Regions from separate parts of the Rattus norvegicus genome. Here region 1 is linked to region 2. A link is a contact called in public Hi-C data. All regions are on one chromosome and are shown on one strand. The core of a region is the stretch at or near the end of the contact, and the rest is flanking DNA. Distances in the headings are between cores, read along the strand shown. Region 1 overlaps Txnrd2 (thioredoxin reductase 2). Region 2 has its middle 17 kb from the start of Gp1bb.

The links. A called contact is a pair of places that touch in the nucleus more often than the background predicts.
Region 1: a Hi-C map of the A7r5 cell line shows a contact between it and region 2, with 3 times the contacts expected there. The contact joins two enhancer-like sites. A contact is called at or near these places in 10 of 12 Hi-C or Micro-C datasets (the A7r5 cell line, the Rat2 cell line, Schwann cells and 6 more) and 1 of 1 datasets of contacts at active chromatin or transcription factors (oligodendrocytes).

The regions. Positions count from the first base shown.
Region 1 is chr11:96,049,355-96,053,078 of GRCr8, reverse strand. All of the region lies in intron 8 of Txnrd2 (thioredoxin reductase 2), which reads left to right. Among named protein-coding and RNA genes, the nearest start is that of Comt, 21 kb to the left of the region's middle. Within about 2 kb of position 1,493, at least 9 of the 93 cell types and tissues checked have an H3K27ac peak or open chromatin away from gene starts, as enhancers often do. A contact at or near this core is called in the A7r5 cell line, where this site is marked.
Region 2 is chr11:95,897,672-95,901,870 of GRCr8, reverse strand. No RefSeq gene overlaps it. Among named protein-coding and RNA genes, the nearest start is that of Gp1bb, 17 kb to the right of the region's middle. Within about 2 kb of position 2,495, at least 12 of the 93 cell types and tissues checked have an H3K27ac peak or open chromatin away from gene starts, as enhancers often do. A contact at or near this core is called in the A7r5 cell line, where this site is marked.

The sequences.
Region 1 (3,724 bases), core at 244-2,743, 150 kb before region 2:
AGGAAGAACCATCTATGTGGTCTAGACCCAGATCCTTGGCGGGGTACACAGAACATTCAGGATGTTTTTTCTGTTGTTGACCTGGCAGGGGCAGCAGCCAGGACTTATTTTCCAATGCGTGTATATGGGGAGTGGTGATAAACACCGGCTAGTCATGAGGGGAGCTGAGCTCAGCACGGTGACTATACCCGTCTGGGCTCCCAGGATTGCCTCCCACTGCCTTTGCCCCTGCGCATCAAATGAGGGGTCCCGTTCCTCCTTAGATGACATCTGGGTCTCAGAGAACCCAGGGCTGGCCAAATGGCAGAGATGAGGCACCTATGTCTGAGCCCTGTCTATAGGGGACATGGTTAAGCCTTCACCCTGCAGCTGGGTGCTGGCCAGGCTGCCACACCTGTTAGCTGATGGAGCACCCGGCTAGAACCAGGATGCTAGCAACTTCCTAGTGAGAACCCCTGAGCCTGCAGAGGTGACTTCAGACTCCTCGTCCTATCTTAGAGGGGCTGAGATTGAGCAGTATGGAACTCAGGGTAGGACTGCAAGTTGGTACTTGCCCAGTCTTGGTCACCCAGCCACCAGTGTGTGCCTGGCCTGCCTTTTCAGTTGCTCTTTGACTGCCAACATCCATAACAGGTTGGAGGAGGGAGTCAGGAGCTAGAGAGGCCAGAACACAGGGCCCCTTTGGGGAAAGAGAGGAAAGAGACAATGGAAGGTGACTGGTGTCCTGCAGAAAACCTGTTCCCCTGATATAGCAAGGCCCAAGCAATGGGAGGATGGAGGTGAAAAAATGGGCTTGCTCCTAACCCTGCTTTAAGGAGGTTGGACTTGGCATTGGCATTCATGGGCTTGAACTGGCTATGTAGTGACAAGGAAGTAGCAAGAGCTAGCCCTGCCTCTAACCCTGGAGCTCAGGCTGTCTTCCCGCATCCCCACCTCCCCGTACCCCCAGGAATCCTCTGGGCTCCACAGAACCAGGGCCCCACAGTCACCTTCTTCCACACCCCCTTGCCTCCAGCAGGCTGACCAGTGGGGGCTCTTGCTAGGCTCACTGTTTCTGGGCACCCAGGGCAGGTGAAGAAGCTGCAGTGAGGGAGCCCCTGGCTTAGCAGCCTCTCCCATGCTGGGCCTGAGATGCTGTCCCCCGGTACTTCTTCCTGATGTCCCTTCACACTGCTTCAGGCCCCCAAAAGGCTTATTATAGCACTTGGGGCTAACCTCTCCCACTGCTGTTTGTCCCATTCAGAGTGTCCCGGCTACTCACCACACTGCCCATGACTGTGTACTCCCATGTGCCCATGCCAACGTGAAGCTTTCTGTCTCTGGGCACTATGAAGCCGAGATGGTGTTTTGTATTTTGAGACAGGGTCTCTAGTGCAGTCTGGAAGCTGCTGTGCAGCCTGAGGCGGCCTCAATTGCATGACAACCCCCACCCCACCCTGTCTCACTTTCCTGAGTGAGCGTGAGTCAGCGTGCCCCACTAGAGAGTGTTTTATAATGGGCTGATTTAATGCTGTCGTCAGAGTTGGTCATGAAAGTAGCTTTGCTCTGACCCTCATAAAGTCAGGAAGCTGCCCAGGGTACTGTGTCCATTTTCCTCTCATGCTAAGCACAGGAGATGGGAAGGCATATTTTATCTAGAAGAGCCACAAGAGTCGTGGTTGTATAGTAGTCTCATTTTCTGCTCAGTCTGTTTCCATTTCGTGTGATAGTCTGGTGTAGCAGAAGGGAGAGCAGCTATCAGCCTAGGACTTGATTCTCAGCTTTTCTGCTTGTTTGCCTGTGTGGGGCAAGGACCTTGGGTAGCTTCCACTACTCAGGGTTTGGTGGGGGCGGGGGTGGGGGTTGTCAGGCCCCCAAGGGTTGGGTGCTGCTGGCAGGTCGAGGCAGGTCGGGAGCCCGCTCCACCAGGATCCAGGACTGTGGTGTCTCCTCTGTCTCCTCTGTGCTGCTTCCGTGGAGCTCTGAGGCTTGACTGGCACTTCCTGGACTGGTAGTGCTACCAAGAGGCCAGGTGCTCTTGTGAGACTGTCACTTGTGTGGCTGTGCCTCCTGGAGAGAAGATTAGGGTCCTCCAGGCTGAGAGGCAGACTGTAAGCCTAGCTTCACAGGTCCGTGTCTGCTTCCTCCTGCTTTCAATTCTGACAAGCAAGCCACCCTGTGATTAGACTAATCTCATGGTACTCATGCACCCATGGAGAATGCTGGCACAGTAAAAGGCACAGAGACACCACACACACACACACACACACACACACACACACACACACACACACACACGGTTCAAGGCTACCAGAGTGCGGGATGGTGACTACTGGTTGAACAAAGATCTGTGCGCTGGTTTTTAAATGTGGTGTTAAGTCCCGGACTTCCAAACAGCCTTCCAAACTGCCATCACTGCTGTCTCCCAGGCTGCAGATGCACTGGTCACTGTGCCTCTGAGGCTGGTCCTGGAGAGTGTGGCCAGTCGGGGCCAACCTACAGCTGCCAGCCTCTCTCTGGGACTGACTCGGGATCCAGAAGCTTCAGTTTTGTCTCTGCTTTTGTTCCAGTGGTGTTTGTTTGTTTGTTTTTCAGGATAAGGTCAGGGCTGGCTTTAGACTATGTAGCTCAAGTCGGCCTTGAACTTACGATCCTCCTATCTCCACTTCCAAAGGGCTGGGATTATTGACATGCGTGGCCATCTCTAGAACCTCAGTCCTCTGAGTTCTTGTGTTCATCTTTCAAAGAATAAGCATTCCCATTAATTGGTCAATTAGAGGGAGAGGTGGAGTAAGAAAACCAGTGCTGACCATCATCATAGCTCATAAAACAAATGGCCCAAGGTCACTGTCCATTCAAGCAAGATGTGCGCTTTTGTAGAGGCCTTAGCACACTCTCAAGACTCCCCCACCCCCAGGAATGTGCCTGCCTATGGGTGTCTGTCTTTCCTGTGAGTGCTCTAGTGTTCACAATTTGGACTTGGTGGCCTGAGGGCTGGGGGCACCTGGGAAATGGTGCCCCACCTTCTGTTATGGGGCCACCTCAGAAGGAGGTCCACGGTGCTCATGGGTCTCTGCTGGAGCAGATGGTGATCCCTGGCTGCCGGCCCACCCATCTCCTACACCCAGCCTGCTTTGTGGGAGGCTGGGAGGCACACGTGGACTGCAGAAACACGAGAATCAGATCCAGGAGACTGCTTGCTTCATGCTCAGCAGTGTGGTGGGAGGGCCTAGGATTGGGGGTTGGGGGATACAGCTAGCTTGGGGGAGTCTGAAGGGAGCTTGAGATAAATAGAGAGGCCCAGTCATCAACAGAAGGGTTACACTGATGTCGCCCCACTGGGCTAGAGTCTCCGTGGTTTGTCGGGAGGGGTGGGCTGGGTACTGCTTGTTAGGGGATTGAGAGAAGGGGCACTGCTTGTTGGATGCTCACAGACTTTCTTACCATCCGTCCTACAGGTGAGACAAGATGATCAAAGCAGCTCCATTCTGTTTGCATCTCAAATAACTCGTAGTTTCATATCTTAAGTGGCTCAGAGCTCTCACTGTATACATCAAATGCAAAAGTGTTAGGCTTTATACTTTGGGAAGCACCTCTCCTGCAGACATGCTGCACCTGTGTGGGCGTGTGCAGGGGGTGTTTTCAGGGGCCTAGAAAGCACGTCTGCTTTTCCCGCCTGCTGGGGATCCCAGGACCCCTGTCCACATCCATCGCATGCTGAGTAGTATTGTATGACCAGCTGGGA
Region 2 (4,199 bases), core at 1,246-3,745:
CACAGGCCTTTGCCTGCACTCACAGCTACACATGTGAGCACACACTGCCCGGGCCCCAGTAAAGCCCAAGCAGGCTTCTTAGTGCTGTGATTATGGGGTAGGCTTGGCAACAGGGAGGGAAATGTGGAGTTCAGTCCTGGGGAGAGGACATGGGGAGGGGACCCTGGAGAGGGGAGTCCTGGGGAGGGGACCCTGGAGAGGGAGTCCTGGGGAGGGGATCCTAGGAAGAGGGTAATGGGGGAAGGTGTTGGTGTGAGCACAAGAGCAGGGCCTGGGCTGAAATGCCTCCCAGACCTAGCCACTGCCTATGAAGTTTCTAGTTCCATGTCAGCCCCTCTGGCCCTCCCCATAGTGATGGAGTCCTTGCTGTACAGATAGGTAAACTGAGAATGAGACCAGTCTGGCAGGAAGCACACAGGCTCAGGCAGCCCTTCCCCCGTCTTCTTCTGCTCATGCCGAGCTTAGAGTATTCCGGTTCTGACTGCTGGTCAACTGTGAGAGCCCAAGGAACCCACCCGCATCCCCACTTCCCAGCCCATACATACAGGCCACCCAGCTGGCGGCTGGCTGGAGAGGAAGGGGCAGCTGCAGCCGGGCCTCTGACCCTCCACTGCTCAACTCCACTGAGGCAGTCTGGCCCAGAGGAAGTTTCGGAGACCCCTACTTCCTGAACCTCAGAGGGTAGGGCAGCCACTTCCGGCAAGAGCCCTTGGCCCTGGCCTCAATGCCTTCTGCGTGCCCTGTGGTCCCCCAGTCCCCCCGTGATGTGCTTCCTGTGATGGGGGAAGAGTTAAGGCTGGGACCCAGACGTTCATTCAGATCCTGGGTCAACAGGGCAGGAAGCTGGGGAGAGGGAGAGGACTGAACTGTGAGTATCACACACACACACACACACACACACACACACACTTACACCTGCCAAGCTGGAACTGACAGTTGAGCAGGATGGTGGTCTCTGGCCAGATCTGTGAGTTCAAGACAGAGAGAGAACAGTCTGTACAGCTGTTGCTTTCCTAGCTGGCCAGACTCAGGAGCGCAGAGTGCCACGCCCCCTAGGAGACACACTGTTTTAATGACAACTGCTACAAACTACCATTATCCAAGCAGGGTCTCCCAGGCCTTTAATCCAAGTACTTCAGAGGCAGAGGCAGGCAGATCTCTGTGAGTTCCAGGCCAGCCAGGGCTACACAGAGAAACCCTGTCCAAAACAAAACAAAAACAAACAAACAAAAACCCCAAACATTTGAGTAGGATGCTCCACCTGAGGAGCCGTCCTGACTGCTTTAATTGGTGTGGGAAGACCCGCCTCCCCAGTGTTGGCCGTGCCTTCTGATAGCTGTCTGACAAGTGAAGCTTCCCTACCTTCTTCTGCACAGGGTCTCCATCTCCTCCAGAGGGGATTTGCCTGTTGCTGCTGCTACTTCCTCTCCTGATGGCAGAAGTGCACTAAGGGCCAGCAGTTCTTCTGGAAATTTCCCAGAACTAGGACTTCGAGACCCGTGGCCTCCTGAACAAAGGGCAGTCTATCAGGTTGTCACCCTCTCCGGTGTGTGACAGCCACTACTCCCTCTGCTGGGGCTCTGGCCTCTCAGGTGTGGAGCAGCCCTTGTCACTATTTTGAAGTAAGCCGATTTGATAGATGGCATGTTTATTTATTAGACTGTATAGGCATAGACACATATTCATTCTATCAGTTCTGTTCCTCTCCGGAGCTGTGACTAGTACAGTGGCAGATGACTCCAGAGCCGGGCATGTGTGCAGGAATACGGCAGATGGCTAGGAACCCAGCATGGGGGCCTGATCATATCCACTCTGCCTGGGTTTATAGCAAGAGATCTCACAGAAGCCCTCGGGTCTGAAGTCTTCAGAGTCATATCTACCAGTCTTGGGGTGATGGGGCACGCTGATCCTCCATGCTGGCACGAGGGCAGGAAACCTAAGCTCTGGCTCAGGCTGGTAGAACGGAGTCAGATCTAAGGCCTGAGTCAGATCAAGGAGTGTCCCTGTGCACCAGCAGAGGCAGTGTGGCTTATGAGGATCACTTCCTGCCTAGCAGCATCCTATGAGACAGGCTGGGGTCAGGGTCCCCCCCAGAAGGGTGCAGGGAGCTCCAGGAGAGAACAGTTGCACTGTCTGCCCAGCCCCTGGCTGTCCTCCTAGCTCCCCAGTCTTACTGTGCCCCCTGAATTTTCCACAGTCATCCCGCTCAAGCTCCATGGGTGAATTAGGGCCCAGTCCCTGCTCAGGCTTTACTTTCCCACATGAACAACAACGAGATCCCAGGCCCTTCTCCGTCCATTAGCTAAGGAACAATGCGTGAGGTACTGGGGGCACAACCTCAGGCAGTCACCGGGCCTCAGCACTCTTCCTGAGCCACCAGGCCAGGCTTGGGCAGTCAGCCCAGTCCAGCTGCCCGGCTCTGGGCCCCAAGAGGGGGTCAGGAGCTCAGCACCACCCCTGTGGCCTAAATATAACCCAAGCAGGCGGCTGGCCTGGAATAGAGACCTCTGTCAGCCACGAGCAGGTGTGGTAGGAGGATAGTCATCCTGATTGGCAGCAGAGTGGGTGGGCGGGCAGGCGGCCAGGCACAGGTCATGTGAGTGTCCGGTGGCAAGGCTGAGGGCAGAGCTCTGTGTCCTCACAGGACAGCCTGGTGCCCGTCTTGCCCACTCACCCATGCCCCATGTCTAGGCTGCTGACAGCTTCTTAGGAAGGATGGACACCCAGCACAGCAAACTGTCCTGGCCGCTGTGGCTGGCCACATTCTGGTCTCATGGGAAGAGACCTGGCCAACCAGTCAAGCTCTGCCACTGAGCATACTTGAAGTCCTGTCTCTAGTACTGCCCAGTGTTCCTCTGTCCTTTACTCTGGAGCGTCCTGACCCCTCTCTCCTCAAGCCCCCTGTCGCCCTGTGATTTTGTCCTCTCCCTCTTCCATGGCAGCTGCTCACATCCCCCACCTCTCCCAGCAACCCTGAGCCCCTCGGCCACCTCCACTTCTTGGCCAGTGTAACTGGACTTGTGCTCCAGCCTCCAGACTGGACGTAAGGTCTTCTGAGCTCCGTGTCACTGGGTTAGGATTAGGGCTCTAAACAGTGCAGTTTGGCCTGGTCCACTCTCAGACAACATCCTGGACTTTAGGTCTTGTCAGCCCTGCCTCCCAAGCCCAGGACGTGCCCATCCGTGGCTTCAGCTCCATGTCTTCCCAGCATAGGCCTGCTCTTCTCTTCTCTGTAGCTTGGATTGTTAAATACACTGAAAACCACCACTGAGGTCTGGAAGGATCCTGATTTCTAAGTGTGCCAAGACCCTGGTGCAGCGATGACAGCCACTGGGGAGGTAGAGACAGAGACAGAGGTAGCCTGAGGCATGGTAGGGTCTAGAAGTCTCAATTGACTCTGTAGGAGCAAATGTGGACGGCCGGAGGCAAGAGTCATTCAGACTGCTCTGAAGGGAGTTTTTGCTGAGTACCAGGTGCTTGTTCAGTTCCTGTCATGTGCCTAGCTCTATGCTCACCATGTGTCTGAATGCCAGAATTGAGCCTTAGGAAGGAGCCACAGGGACTATGGTCTGATAAGAGTCTTGAAGAGTTGGTCCTGTTTGTCTAGCTGCAGTGACCTTCTGATGTCTCTTGGACAGCTCTGTGATGAGCAGCTCCTTCCCAGGAGGTCCCAAGGGGAAGAACGCTCCTGTTTTCCAGGGTGCTATCCTGAGGAAGAGAGATCAGGGGGCTCGGCATGGCTGGACAGGGGCTGACAGGTAGGACACACCAGCATGGACAGGCAGTCTGCCCCTCTTACTAGGCTGCTGGGACCCCAAAAGGAGGAACCCAGTTCCTGGCCCTGCCCACACAGGCCTGGGTAGGTAGGGGCTGTGGTATGAACTTGTTTGTTCTTCGGCCCGTCTTTCCAGTTTGGAGTCTGGGTGTGCAAGTGGGGCCAGGGGCCTAGACACAAGGGAAGGGGCTCTGACAGGGTGTGGATGGGGGAAGGGGCGGGGCCGGGTGCTGTCCCTGCCTGCTACCCTCACCTACCACTCTGAGCTATTTATCTCCCAGTGGTGCCCTGGATGTAGGGTCTCCGGGAGGGTCCCAGTTCTGGAGACCGTGACGCTCTGACCCAGTGACCTCAGGAGTCCTAATTAATTCAGTCTCCTCTGCTTGGTGCTTATGGGGCTCTTGACCTCTGTGTTCCTCTGAAG